Regions from separate parts of the Mus musculus genome. Here region 1 is linked to region 2. The links are chromatin contacts, called in public HiChIP or PLAC-seq maps. All regions are on one chromosome and are shown on one strand. Each heading gives the region's core, a stretch centred on a gene start, on an enhancer-like site or on the middle of the called end of the contact. The rest is flanking DNA. Distances are from core to core; before and after follow the strand shown.

Evidence for each region. HiChIP or PLAC-seq counts read pairs in DNA pulled down with a chosen protein or histone mark.
Region 1: an H3K27ac HiChIP or PLAC-seq map of microglia shows a contact between it and region 2, with 5 times the contacts expected there. The contact joins two enhancer-like sites. A contact is called at or near these places in 7 of 115 datasets of contacts at active chromatin or transcription factors (bone marrow-derived macrophages, extraembryonic endoderm stem cells, fibro-adipogenic progenitors and 3 more).

What each region holds. Positions count from the first base shown.
Region 1 is chr15:38,466,480-38,470,166 of GRCm38.p6, reverse strand. No RefSeq gene overlaps it. Among named protein-coding and RNA genes, the nearest start is that of Gm41308, 4.9 kb to the left of the region's middle. Within about 2 kb of position 1,711, at least 94 of the 459 cell types and tissues checked have an H3K27ac peak or open chromatin away from gene starts, as enhancers often do. A contact at or near this core is called in bone marrow-derived macrophages and microglia, where this site is marked.
Region 2 is chr15:38,000,177-38,003,625 of GRCm38.p6, reverse strand. It overlaps Ubr5 (ubiquitin protein ligase E3 component n-recognin 5), which reads left to right. Exons shown (of 59, transcript NM_001112721.2): 33 at 909-1,069; 34 at 1,170-1,409; 35 at 2,933-3,056. All of the region lies in intron 1 of Gm49085 (a long non-coding RNA gene), which reads right to left. Among named protein-coding and RNA genes, the nearest start is that of Gm49085, 41 kb to the right of the region's middle. Within about 2 kb of position 1,710, at least 40 of the 459 cell types and tissues checked have an H3K27ac peak or open chromatin away from gene starts, as enhancers often do. A contact at or near this core is called in bone marrow-derived macrophages and microglia, where this site is marked.

The sequences.
Region 1 (3,687 bases), core at 462-2,961, 470 kb before region 2:
GTACAAAGATAAATCGTTTCCAGGCCCTGGTATTAGCTGGCAGGTGGCTTTCCTGTTAATCGGGGCAGTAATGCTATGATTGAAAGGCACGAAAAAGAAGAGAAGAATTATGGGAATATGTAAAAAAAAAAAAAAAAATCACTGGAGGACTTAATTCTTCATCCCAAAGCAAGTTTCCAAAAGCTGAGGATGTGGCTTGGTGGTAGAGTGTTTGCCTACTGCAGGTCTAGTTCTTAGGAGTGTGTGTGTGTGTGTGTGTGTGTGTGTGTGTGTGTGTGTGTGTGTGGGGAGTGGGGGGATGGATTAAACTTTCCACTGAAGCCCTACATTTGTAGAATAATCTGGCCTTCCAATGGGTAGCAAGGCTAGGCATGTCTGGGTGCTTTGAGCTGCCTCCGCGTCTGCCCAGTAGCCAATCAGAGAGGCGGCTCTGTGTCTGGGAGGCACAAGGAAAGCAAAACATGAGCTCTGGGGACAGAAGATGATGCTTCGTGGTAGAATACTTACCCAGAAGGCACAAGGCCTAACTCTTCTCCAGCCAGAAATGGAACAGTCAAGGAAAAACCATAAGAAACATGCACCTTCTGGAAGCTTCTCTAACTCCAGCAGTTTTCCCTTACCAGGGCAAACAGGAAGGCAGGGTGAGGAGGAGCCAGGACACGGAGGACAGCAAATGTCTACAGGCGCTTGGTTTTCTCCCCTAGACCCGCGCCTCTAAGATCCATCTGGGACCGGGATGAGTAAGACTGTGGGCCCCAGCGGGAGTTCATGCTGAGCCGCTTTCCTGGATTTCACTTGCTGTTTTTCTCAGAGCCACCACTTAATTAATGGTGCCAGTCTGGGGAGGGAGGTGTCTGTGTCTCCCCTTGTAGGCAGGAGCAGGACAACAGCTGGGCTTTCAGAACCAGTCTGGATCTGTCCTGGCAAAACGTCATTGATGTCTTGACAGGGACTGTGTGAGCTTCCCCTTGCCCTGGGAGACTTTCACCTAGACTTCAGGCAGGGTGCACCTACTGCGTTTGGGCAGCCTTTTCCCCAGTGTGCTTTTCAAGGGTGGGCGGCTCATTTCTGACAATCCAATCTAGTTGGAAATAGCATTGAACTAGACTTCTAGGAAGTGTTCCCCCACCCCCCATCCCCTACCCACCCTCCTCATCCTCCTCCTCCTCCTCCTCCTCCTCCTCCTCCTCCTCCTTCTTCTTCTTTTTTCCTGAAGAAGACTTAAGAATGGCAGCTCTTGGGAAACAAAGGTGTCTAATTTGCTGATCTGGGACCAGACGTGACATCAGAGGAAGAAATAGTGTCCAGAGATGGTCTGGAAAGTGGGAGGGGTCAAGGCCCTAGGTCGCCCTTCAGGGAACATCGTGGGCTGGATCACTGAGGGTTCGCTTTGGATCAAGTGTAGGTGTAAGAAAGACTGCACAACTTGTAGCTTCTGCATTATCCAGGCTCAGAGCCCAAGCTCTTTGGAAGCAGCTTCTCCCACTTCTGCCTTGGGCCCAGCCCAGGTGACACTTACCTACTCTGTGTAGAGCTGTTTGCTCCAGTAAGTTTGAATGGCCCTGAGACCTCCACATGACTCCTAACATGCCTGGCTTGCCCTGCTGTGTTTCATGTTCCGAGAAGAAAGAACTTCATCTGTGCAGCTCACTCTTGCCGGGCCTCCTGGAGGAAGTGAGTTAGCTGCCAGCTCTGGCCCCCTCTTGCCTGCAATCTGCCCTTGGAAGCATTCTTTGTTTCTGACAGAGCTTCCTCTTTGCTGTGACTGCTTACAAGACAACCTTATCTGGGCCTTTGAACCCCACCAACTCTTCCTTGTCTGATCAAACAGCCCAGCATTTTCCACTTCACCGTTGACCACAGTGACCAATCAAATCAGAGAGCTAGATGCTTACCTATGTAGTTGGATCCAGGGCAGGGAGCCAGTGCAATGTGGCTGCACCTCACCGATACTCAGCCCTTCAGGAGCATAGTGAGCCTGGCCCGCTGAGCTCACTAGCTGTGGTAAAGGGCCAGTGTAAGTCTACATCTTGAAAATGAAGGGAGGGTGGGGGTGCTACTAAATTTTAATTATAAGATTCCTGGGGCTAGGTTGTAGCTAACTAGGAAATCATGGGTTCAGCATATGCAAGACCCCATCACCCCTATTATTATTATTATTACTATCATTAACAGTATTATTCTATAATACTGTTAATGATAGTAATAATAATGTAAAAGTGCAGTTGCTCGTATGCACAATAAAGGGCTTCTCAAGAACAAGTGTGTTAAGGCTGAGATAAACTATGAGATAACTGGCCAGGCAGTGGTGGTGCACGCCTTTAATCCCAGCACTTGGGAGGCAGAGGCAGGCAAATTTCTGAGTTCGAGGCCAGCCTGGTCTACAAAGTGAGTTCCAGGACAGCCAGGGCTACACAGAGAAACCGTCTCGAAAAAACCAAACAAACAAAAACTATGAGACAACTGAATTTCTGATAGTCACATGGCAAAAGTCTACATCGCCACAGATGTTAGAAGTGATGATTGAGGGGACAGGTCTGCCTCCGAAGGGTTGGGGTCCCTGCTTAGTGTTTGCCACCCCACTAGAATTCTGCTGTCAGACTTGACTATCTAATGAAGTAGACAGGCAGTGTCCCTTCATAAACAAGCGCTGTCACCTTGGGCCATGTGCTTTTTTTTTGAGCCATGGTTTTTGCTTTTCTGTTATTTTTTTTTTATTTATTTACATGGGTGTCTTGCCTGTACTATGTGTAGTACCTTTAAAGGCTAGAAGAGGTGTTGATTCTCAGAACTGGAGTTCCAAACAGTTGTGAGCTACCATGTGGGTGCTGGGAACTGGGTTCACTGGGAGAGCAATGTCCTTGACTGATGGACCAGCTCTACAGCCTGTTTTTGCTTTGTTAACTTGTAAAACAGAGATAATTTGTTTTACGTAAAAGAGAAAAACAATACTCTACTCACAGTCTTTGACCACATGTTGGGATTTTCCACAATAACCAGTTCTCCAGCACCAGCTAGGGCACTGCAGTTAAAATTCTTTTCTGACACTGTCTACCAGGAATGAAGTCAGGTCCTATAAGTTAAAGGCTCAGTATTATAAAATTGTGCCCTCCTTCAGATACCAATAGGAGACTCACTTCCAGAATGTCTACCAGCTGGTCTATAAGCTGACCCCTTCTGAGGCGTGATCACAAACTCAGGCAAGCATCCGCATGTGTCTGTTTAAAGGGATTAAAGGGTGGGGGCAAGGGTTATAAGGGACTCTCAAGACCACACATCAAGAACACAGATGAACTCCGGTGGAAAAGGTGTGTAGAGCTAAGTACAAAGAAAGCGATGGTGAATGTGCATGCCTTTGTTGACTTTAGGCCTGCAGCATCCCCTGGAACTCTCCCGTGCTCACTGTCCAGGGATTTCTCAGAGAGCCTTCACTGCCATTACAGGCTTCATTATTGCCTGTGTTTCCAGCTGCAACTGAAAGTCCCAACTTCCAATCACGGCCTGGACTCTCTGGAGAGCAGCTCCTGAGACTGCAAGACTCCTTAGAAGAAAAGACATTTATAGAACCCAGAAAATTCCCAAGTGGCAGGAGAGAAATACTGTCACCAATGCCATCCAAGAAAGGATAAGCCTTCAGAGCTTTGTGCTAGGAGCAATGGACAGAGACTCTGTGTGTGTGTGTGTGTG
Region 2 (3,449 bases), core at 461-2,960:
AATGTAAACTAAAATTTAGATAATAGGACCCAGTGCTGGATGGTTGTTCCTTAGGCACTGACAGGACATTGAGTTTAGTCCTTTCTGCAGGCTGGTTTGTTACTGTCCGGTGCCACTCTAACCTCTTCCTCCAAACCTGTTCTAAGTAGTTTATAATAATTGCGTAAAGTTAGGATACAATAAAATGGTTTGTGAATCTAACCATAGTAGATCTTAAATTATAAGATTAATTATTAATTATACTCAATGAAATGGAACATGTTTTGCTATAAAGATTGTTATAAAAATCATTAAAAAAATAACATGAAATTGGGTTTTCTTTGTAGTTGGTATCTTTTTTATGCACAGGGAAGTATTAGAAAGTAGTAAATGAGATATGCAATAAGTGTTCTTCAATGAGTGAACTTCTGATTTTACATGTTTGATATTTCCTTCTAAACATGCATGATAAGTATATACAGGCCTATGGGACAAAAGCCAAGTTAGTATACATTTGGGATCCATTTGCTATCAGACACACAGTATCAGTACAGTTAGGTGTATACCTGTAAATGGTTTGGTTCAGTTTGTTTCAAAATTTTGTTACAAGGGCTGTCAAGGTGGCTTAGCTAGTAACAGGTGCCACCAGAGCCCAACAGCCTCAGCTCAGTCACTGGACCCACGCGGCAGAAGGAGAGGACTGCCACCTGCACGGTGCTCTCTCACCTCCAAACGCACACATGTACATACGTCATATATGTGTGTATACACATTCACACATATATACATAAATCACACACATACATATATACACACACAAAAACATTTTAAACATTTTATTGGGAACTATTAATATTTAAAAGTATTAGACTACGTTAACCATCATATGAACTATCTCAGCATTAATAGAATGATTGCCATTTTTAAAGCTTTTAGATACTCTGCTAGGCACCTTAGTAAAAGAACTCCAAAACAAGTACACACCCGGACGCCGGGAAGAAGCAATTGCCGTGACAATGAGGTTTCTACGATCTGTGGCAAGAGTGTTTGTCATTCTTAGTGTGGAAATGGCTTCGTCCAAAAAGAAAAAGTAAGGCATTTCAAAACCTTTTGCACACATTTGTAGTGTGATAATGTTAGTATGTGTATGAGAAGAATCATTAGAGGTTTTTATTTTTTTCCTGCTATAGCAACTTTATTCCACAGCCAATTGGAAAATGCAAACGTGTGTTTCAAGCACTGCTTCCTTATGCTGTAGAAGAATTGTGTAATGTGGCAGAGTCTCTGATTGTTCCTGTCAGAATGGGGATTGCCCGGCCGACAGCACCGTTTACTCTGGCCAGTACTAGCATAGATGCCATGCAGGGCAGTGAAGAATTATTTTCAGTAGAACCATTACCACCACGGCCGTCATCAGATCAGGCAAGCAGGTATGTTAATGTTTTGTATGGAAATGGTTTATCTGGCTTATTAAAGCTGTGCTTTGGAGTAGCAGTTGAAATGATTTTCACAATTCTAATTTTGTCACCTAATGTAAGTATAATATTTTAGTACTTATCTGCCCACCATGGATTAAAACTAAATATTAACAACAGAAAGCTTACAAACTTTTGGAATTGGAACACCTCTCTACTAAATGAAAAAATAGCCACGTAGCCAAATGTGTTGCAAGTCGTTTTATGTTCCACTTCCTTTGCTCCAGGAAGTGGCTAGTGCTTTCAGCTCCCGCCCGGCTTCCCTTGAGTCCTCCGACAGAAGGCACACACACAGTTAATTCCTTCACTACTTGCCTTCTTGGCACAATTGCTGGGTGCTGATATCTCCTGCCTGAAAAAGCCCACCCTTACCGATTTATTATTTTCCTGTCTCTACCTGCCCTAACCTAGCCCTGACCTCTTGCCTGTAGTAGTGGCCACAGGCCCCAGCTCCCCCTGAGAGCTCACATGGTTGCTGCGTTCTTCTTCCAAAGCATGGCAGAAAAACCCCTCTCCTTCCTTGAATCTGCTTTTCCTCTTGGGACCCAGAAATCCTGCCCAAACTTTCTGCCCAGAAATTGGCCCTTGGCTTTCTTTACTGACAAAAGAAGAATCAATTGCAGAATAGGACCTTCCTGTCAGAACTTCCCCCTTCACACATGGTGATCGCCTTTAATCCAAGCCTGGGCCACAGAGGCAGGTAGATCTCAGTTTTCACAGCCAGCCATGTCTACAGAGTGAGTCAGGATAGCCAGGGAGAGCTACACAGAGAAACCCTGTCTGAAAAAAAGAAAAAAGAAATTCTTTTTTTTTTGAAATTAAAAGATTTTCCTCTCAGCTTCTTCTTTGCCTCTGTAACGATGCATCTGTCTTAGCAGATCCTGGAAAGCCCTGGTTGTGAGGTAAGTACCTGTGTGCTTATGCAAAGGCACTGCTACCCTAGTTGTGTCGAATAATTTCTTTGATTCTCATTTCTCAGGAAACCTGTTAAGGAGAAAGACACTAAAAGCTTTATATTTTAATGTCTTTTAGCTCATTCTTGAATCTCTAAATGAAGTGACCAGAGGGCTGTTAAACATCACGTTTCTAGTTTTTGGTTTCTTTAAAACTCAATTTAGTGATTGTTTGCTTCCTTTTGTGTGGATGCACTTGCCTTTGGCTATGTCTAAGTCAGATCTGAAGGGACGTGAAGCTTTGATCACTCTGCTTTTGGTTGTTCCTCTGTTTTAAAATATGATTTGTAGATGTGATTTCCCTATGCCATGTCCACCCACTAACCAGTCAGTGAGAAGCGAGCAAGTACAGGATAGAAACTGTGGTTTAATGTGTGAATGTTGGTGTCAGTACTCTTGGCATCTGAGGATGCTGGAGGAAAGAAAGAAAGTAAGCATTGAGCTGCAAAAAGGATCCCAGAGAGCAGTGTGCTGTGTGAGCCATCTTGACAGCTGTGGTCTCTCCCTCCCCCTGACTCCTTACAGCTCCAGTCAGTCTCAGTCATCTTACATCATTCGGAACCCACAGCAGAGGCGCATCAGCCAGTCACAGCCCGTCAGAGGCCGAGACGAGGAGCAGGATGATATTGTGTCAGCAGACGTGGAAGAGGTACTTTTAACTGTTTTAAGTGCAGGTGACAAACTTTGGTGGGAAGAGCAGTCACTTAGAAGTCAGTCTTGATCGTGTTAGTTTGAAACTACCCTGTGTTCCAGCCAACTTGTCGACATTAGTTATACTCATTTGTGGCTGTATATATTACAGTGATGTCAGCAAGCTTCCATTTATTGAGTGCCAGGAAATTGGACACATAAACTTGTTTTTTACCTAAAGACTAAGACTAAAGATAGTTTTACTGTTGGCCTTTTTTTTAATAGTTTAATGCAATGTATTTGAAAGTATAGAAAATTCAGCCCTTCCCCATTTCCCAGAACAGTTTTATACTTCTAATTTTGAAGCCTGTTTTTAGATACTAATTACAAACTATGTGATATGCTGATGGAA